Linked DNA regions of Sus scrofa: region 2 is linked to region 1. A link is a contact called in public HiChIP or PLAC-seq data. All regions are on one chromosome and are shown on one strand. The core of a region is the stretch at or near the end of the contact, and the rest is flanking DNA. Distances in the headings are between cores, read along the strand shown.

The links. HiChIP or PLAC-seq counts read pairs in DNA pulled down with a chosen protein or histone mark.
Region 2: a contact with region 1 is called in an H3K27ac HiChIP or PLAC-seq map of skeletal muscle. The contact joins the promoter of FAM184B here to the promoter of LAP3 in region 1. A contact is called at or near these places in 1 of 5 promoter capture datasets (skeletal muscle), 18 of 47 Hi-C or Micro-C datasets (adipose tissue, alveolar macrophages, embryonic fibroblasts and 11 more) and 1 of 2 datasets of contacts at active chromatin or transcription factors (skeletal muscle).

The regions. Positions count from the first base shown.
Region 1 is chr8:12,589,075-12,592,150 of Sscrofa11.1, reverse strand. LAP3 (cytosol aminopeptidase) reads right to left here and starts at 1,816. Exons shown (of 13, transcript XM_003356870.5): 1 at 1,546-1,816. The coding sequence starts at 1,647.
Region 2 is chr8:12,740,096-12,742,795 of Sscrofa11.1, reverse strand. It overlaps FAM184B (protein FAM184B), which reads left to right and starts at 1,314. Exons shown (of 18, transcript XM_005674541.3): 1 at 1,314-1,836. The coding sequence starts at 1,690.

The sequences.
Region 1 (3,076 bases), core at 567-3,066:
CTGGTATCCACGAAGACATGGGTTCAATCCCTGGCCTTGCTCGGTGGGTTAGGATCCAGTGTTTCCGTGAGCTATGATGTAGGTTGCAGACACGGTTCAGATCTGGCATTGCTGTGGCTGCAGTGTAGGCCAGCAGGTACAGCGCCAAGTGGACCCACAGCCTGGGAACCTCCATAGGCCGAAAGTGTGGCCCTAAAAAAAAGACAAAAATGTTTTCTGACTTATGGCAACTCTGTGAGGTGGAAAGAACATGCAGTCTTTTTCCCACCTGACAGATAAGAAAACCAAAAACCTAGTCTGACCAAGCAGCCGAAGTACAACAGAACTGGGCAAGAATTTGAATGCCTTCCCCAACGGTCCCCCAGTGCTTTCTATAAAAACCCCATGGGCACTTAGACCAAATTGTGTCCTGTCTTTCCCATCAAAGAAAATAGGCTTCCTTGGCATTGGTAACCCTTTCAGGTTCTAACTTTCCTAAGCATGCCCACTGCCTGGGATTCCACTGCTGGGAACTAAGCAGATAGGAAACAGATGTTACCTGAGTAGGATGGAGTCCCACCGTTTCAGAAAGAGCAGGGGACAGGCATCTGGTCCCGACACCATCTGTGATTCCAGGGAGGCTGAACTCAAGTCCCACCCAGAACATTCCTTGCCAGGGACAGCCCTTCTGGTCCTCAAGCCTAACTCCCACGCCTGTGCTCCCCATGCCCCCAGCCATTCCTATTTTTCAGCTCCCCCAAGGCCAGGGAGTAACCTTCTTCACAGTGCTCTGGAGCTCAATTTCAGGTGGAGAAGGCAATCTGCAGGACACTCTATCTCTCCTTTTTTTTTTTTTTTTTTTTTTGGCGCGCCCGGGGTATGCGGAAGTTCCTTAGCCAAGAACTGACCCTCACGGACTGGAGCCTCCGCAGCAGCAGTGACAAAGCAGGGTCCTTAACCCATTAAGTCACCGGGTAGCTCCTAGGGCACTCTCCTTTTAATTTTAGCAAGATAAAGGGTCTCTCCTTTTTTCTAAAGAGACGTTGTTTTTCTCTAGAAACCTTCCAGGCAGTTTACTCCCGAAGGACCTGTGTTTTCCTAGCCTTCAACTGCAGCGAGGGAGGGAGGTCTTGGTGTGGAGCCCGGGGACTCTGAAACCCCAGAGAACATTTCACCTCACCAAACCTGAGCATCCTCCTAGCTAAGGTGGGAACGATCCTGGCAACATCCTTCTCTGGGTTACTGAGACTAAACGAAATAATGAAATAAGGGGAAACGGTAGCTACGGCTAAAATTTTCCTCCCGCGCAGAGTTCTGGTCCTAGCACTTCCAAGCCCATCCTCGCTACAAAGCCGACTGGCGAATGCTGGAGGGATCGGCAGCCCTCCGCAGCCTGCTGCCAAAGCCGAGATTGGAAACTGGAAACGGCAGGGAACTTTTCTTTTTAGCCAATGTTTGCAACTTGGCTCAGAAGACCGGACACCGCGGCCTTGACCCGCCCCGGAGTCCCGGTCGCCCGCCGGCAGGGCTCTCGCCGCGTCCCGAGGGAGAACCGCGGCCTCTCACCTTCGTCATGTTTGCAGCGTCTGGACCGGGTCCCCAGAAACGCCTCACGCTCAGCTGTCGGACGGCGACTCGCGCAGCAGCCGGAAGAGGCAGCAAGAACATCTTTTCGGCTCGGCCCCCCGCACCGCCCTCCAACGAGCACGTGGCGCATGGAGAGCGGGCGCGCTCCTAGGAGCCCCGCTTTCGGGGGCCGCGGGCGCGCGCCTCGGGGGCGGGGCAGGTGCCGGGGGCGTGCCAGGCTTGAGCCAGGGGCGGGGCGATTGGCTCTCCGTCGGTGAGGGGGAGGGCGGGCTCCAGCACAGCGGAGCGTTCTTGCGCTTGGGAGGCGGGGCGGGTGCCCAGGGGGCGGGGCGGGCGGCGGCGCTGAACAGGGCGGTTCTGGGAAAGCTGTGAAACTTCGGCGGCCGCCGCCGCTTGCACTTGCGGACGGAGGCGAAGGGGCGGGGCTCTCGGAGGAGCGCACTAGAGAGGGGCGGAGTCGCGGTTGTGCGGCACCTGGAGGGGTGGGGGTGGAGGCGCTGCTGCCGGGAGGTGGAGGTCGCAAGCAGACTTATTGCAGAGGTTTGAGTAAGGAAGACCCTCTCGCTGAGTTATTTTTGTTACTGTCTCTTTTTGTTTGTTGGTTTTTTGGTTTTTGCCATTTCTTGGGCCGCTCTCGCGGCATGTGGAGGTTCCCAGGCTAGGGTCCAATCGGAGCTGTACCCACCGGCCTACGCCAGAGCCACAGCAACTCGGGATCCGAGCCGCGTCTACAACCTACACCACAGCTCACGGCAACGCCGGATCCTTAACCCACTGAGCAAGGCCAGGGATCGAACCTGCAACCTCATGGTTCCTAGTCAGATTCCTTAACCACTGTGCCACCACGGGAACTCCTACTGTCTCTTTTTTTGAACTTCCATTTGGTGCAGGGGTTCAACATTGTAAGACAGTTAACCCAAATACTGTTTTTGAATTGAGAAGCTTTGCCGGTAGAGCTGAATGTTTAAAAATGTATTTGTAAAAGGAGTTTTACATTTTTTATTGTAAAAACAACAACACGGTTGAATGGAACTCCTAGAACATAATGAAGCACAAAGAAGGATATGAAATGTTACACCAGTGTCTGATCCCGGTTTTAGCTGGGTCTTTGCTTTTAGCTCGGGGCGCGGGGTGGACGAGGTCCACCAACTGAAGTGTGTACCTTCCTGGTCTGGGGAGGGAGGTTGGAGAGAATGTCTATTTCACTGTCTAAGGGCTAGACACAACAGAGATATGACTGTCCATTCTTTTTTTAAAAATTCATGCAAAGTTGATTAACAATGTTGTGTTTCAGGTGTACCGCAAAGTAATCCAGTCACACACACACAAACACACACACACACGTAAAATTTTGAATACAGTTCCTTGTGCTATACAGCAAATCTTTGTTGGTTATGATTGACTGCTTTGGAATGCAAGATTTTGTCATCCACAACCCCTAAGTTTATATAAAGTGTTTACTATGTTTTCTGTTCGAAAGTATGGGGTACAACAGAATTTAAAGTATCCC
Region 2 (2,700 bases), core at 65-2,564, 150 kb before region 1:
AAATATGAATTCTGGACCCTCAACTCCAGAGATTGTGACTCAGGTGATCTAGGATAAGACCAAGAGTTTACATCGGGAGCGATTCTGATTCAGGCTTTTTGTTTTCACTAAATTGGGGAAAGGGGTAGTTGTCTTGCAGAGGGGAGCTTAAGACCACAAACTAGGAACCAAGACCCATGTCGGCTATGCCTATGTAGTGTAATGTATTGGGGCTAGAGTAAGGAAATTAGAATAGGGATAGCTCAGTTTCAGACACAACTCTGCTACCTGTAATTGCCTTATTGGTACACACCTGTATCTATCTGCTCATCTATAAAAATGGGTATTGTTACTTGCAGTGTGGAGGGAAGGGACTGTGGTTTCTGAGGCCTTTTGAAATTTGCCTGATTCATCAAGATTATTAAAACTCTTGATATAAAGCACTTTATAAAAGGAAATATAAGCAGTTGCTTATTATTTTGGTACTATCATTCACACTTTAGGAATTCTGATCAGGGTGTCTTCACTTTCCCCAAAGCCCACTGTTTGAAGCCAGAGAAAGCAAGCCATAAAGAAATTTGATCCACGAACCCCTCGACTCGCCGCATAGAAACACACAAGCTCATAATCCAAAGACTTGACAGGATTCTGGCTCCAGTCGGCCGGTAGCCAGGTGTGTGGGTGACTCACTTCACTTTCACTGGGATCGGTTTACTTAGACATTCAGCTCCATCTGTCACTCAACTACTCCTCCATTTCTCTGTTGCTTCCTCTTTTCCCACACCTGCCACCATCCTTTCTACCCCGTCTTTGATTTTTTTTTTCCCCTGTGCGCCTACACTTTACATTCCCTCACTATACGTTCTGCACTTTCTTATCCCAAATTTCGGTCACCAGCTCCCCGGCTGCCTTTTGGTAATCTCCAGCAAATCTCCTGCAACGTCCGGGTGCCTCCTTAATTTGGGAGAAAAGGGGCTCCTACCCTCAACCCAGGCCGGGGCCCAAAACATACGCCAGGGTCTCCGCTCCTCCACGCGTTCCAGCGACTCCCTTTCACCTCCCCGCCCCTCATCCCGCCCCCCACGTCCGCCCCCAGCGCGGAGCTCGGAAGCTCGGGAGTCGCTGGCTGTGTGCTCCCGTCAAGGTGCCCGGCCCCTCTCCACCAGTTCTCCCGCAGCACGTCGCCAGGGTCCCCCTGCGTATCAGGTTCCCCGGCCGCCCGAAGCTGAGGCCCGCTCTTCTTCCTCTTTGGCTCGGGATGCCCATCAAGGGCGGGGTTGGTAGCGGTTGAATCCGGAGCTGGGCGCCACCCACGTGTCCCAGAGCGCAGTGCCGGGCCAGCGCAAACCTTTCCAAGGCCAGCGGCTCCTTGTCGCGGAAGGTTATTGCAGGCGAAGCCCCGCTCGGGCTCCGGGAGCTGTGCGCGAAGCACCAGCGGCACGCGCGGGTCCCCGGCTCCTAGCCGCAGGGTGCGGGTGCCCGCCGACCCAGCAAGCGAGCGCTGGAGGAGGAAGGGTGGGCGCTCGGGCGGCGGGGAGGCGGATCCCGGGGGCAGCAAGGGCCACGCTGCGGTGCAGGCGGCGGGACTGCAGTGCATCTCTCCCAAGAAAGCCCACACGCTCACACGCCCGCGCGCGCAAGCACGTGCACACCGTGGGCAGCGAGAACACAAGCGCGCCAGAGCCCTTGAGTGCGGGACGCGTTTCAGCGATGGCTTCTGCCCTCAACAGCAAAATTCACGCGCCCGGGACTTGCCCGGGCTCCAAAGCCGATGCCTGCAGTGGCGCAGGCTGGAGAATGGATTGTGATCCCGAGATGCACGTGAAAATGTGCAAGAAGATTGCCCAGCTCACCAAGGTAAGCTGAGGCGCCGCGGGCAGGCTAGTTGCGTGCCCGGGGCGCCCGGGCTGGGAAGGGAGTGCGGACGCGCGGGAGGGAGGCCCAGGCCCAGTCTGAGCTGAAACTTTGTCTTGGAGACCTGGAAGAGAAGCGGTCTTAAATCTTGGTGACCTTCTGAAGGCACAGTCCTAAAGCAGCTGAGAGAGAGGATCCTCGCCAAGCTTGCGTGTGGAGCAGGTGGTCTGTGTTCCCAAGGTGGGACTGTGAATCGAGTGGAATCAGTGCTCTGTGTGTTTGTGTGTGTGTTCCTTTACCGGCTCTGCTCAAGTGATCCTGCCTGGAATGTTGTGATTTCATTCATCGCCGTACTTTACAGGTGGGGAGGAGGTCATGTGGGCTATTTAAACGCTTGATTCTTTTTATTCCTTCATTCAGCAAATATTTGAGTCCTTTGCTGAGTGCCAGCAGCTTGCGTGGCACCGTACTAAACCTGGAAGGTAGCCCAGGGGACTTACTATCAAACTGCACGGACGGCTTCTGGAGTATAAATGGGGAAGTGAACGATTCACCGTTTAATTACAGGATTACAAAGGACCTTGGGAGGTCAGCCAGCCCATCTCCCTACCTCATCCCAGGGCCCTGACTGAACCTCCAGAGACCGTGGTCTCTTCCTTATGAAGACCAGCAAGAAGATGCCACCCTGTCCTTTGTTAGTCCCCTGCAGCTTCCCAGTTAGGACTTCCTTGGGGCAGGTTCCCTTGTGTCTTGAGTGTAGCTGGAAAACAACATCCCTCTCTGTCTTTTTTTATACAAGGTCTCCAGTGTCTGAATTTAGCTGTTTGCCTTGGGGTTTCCTTTTGATCTTACAATAAACGCCTGATA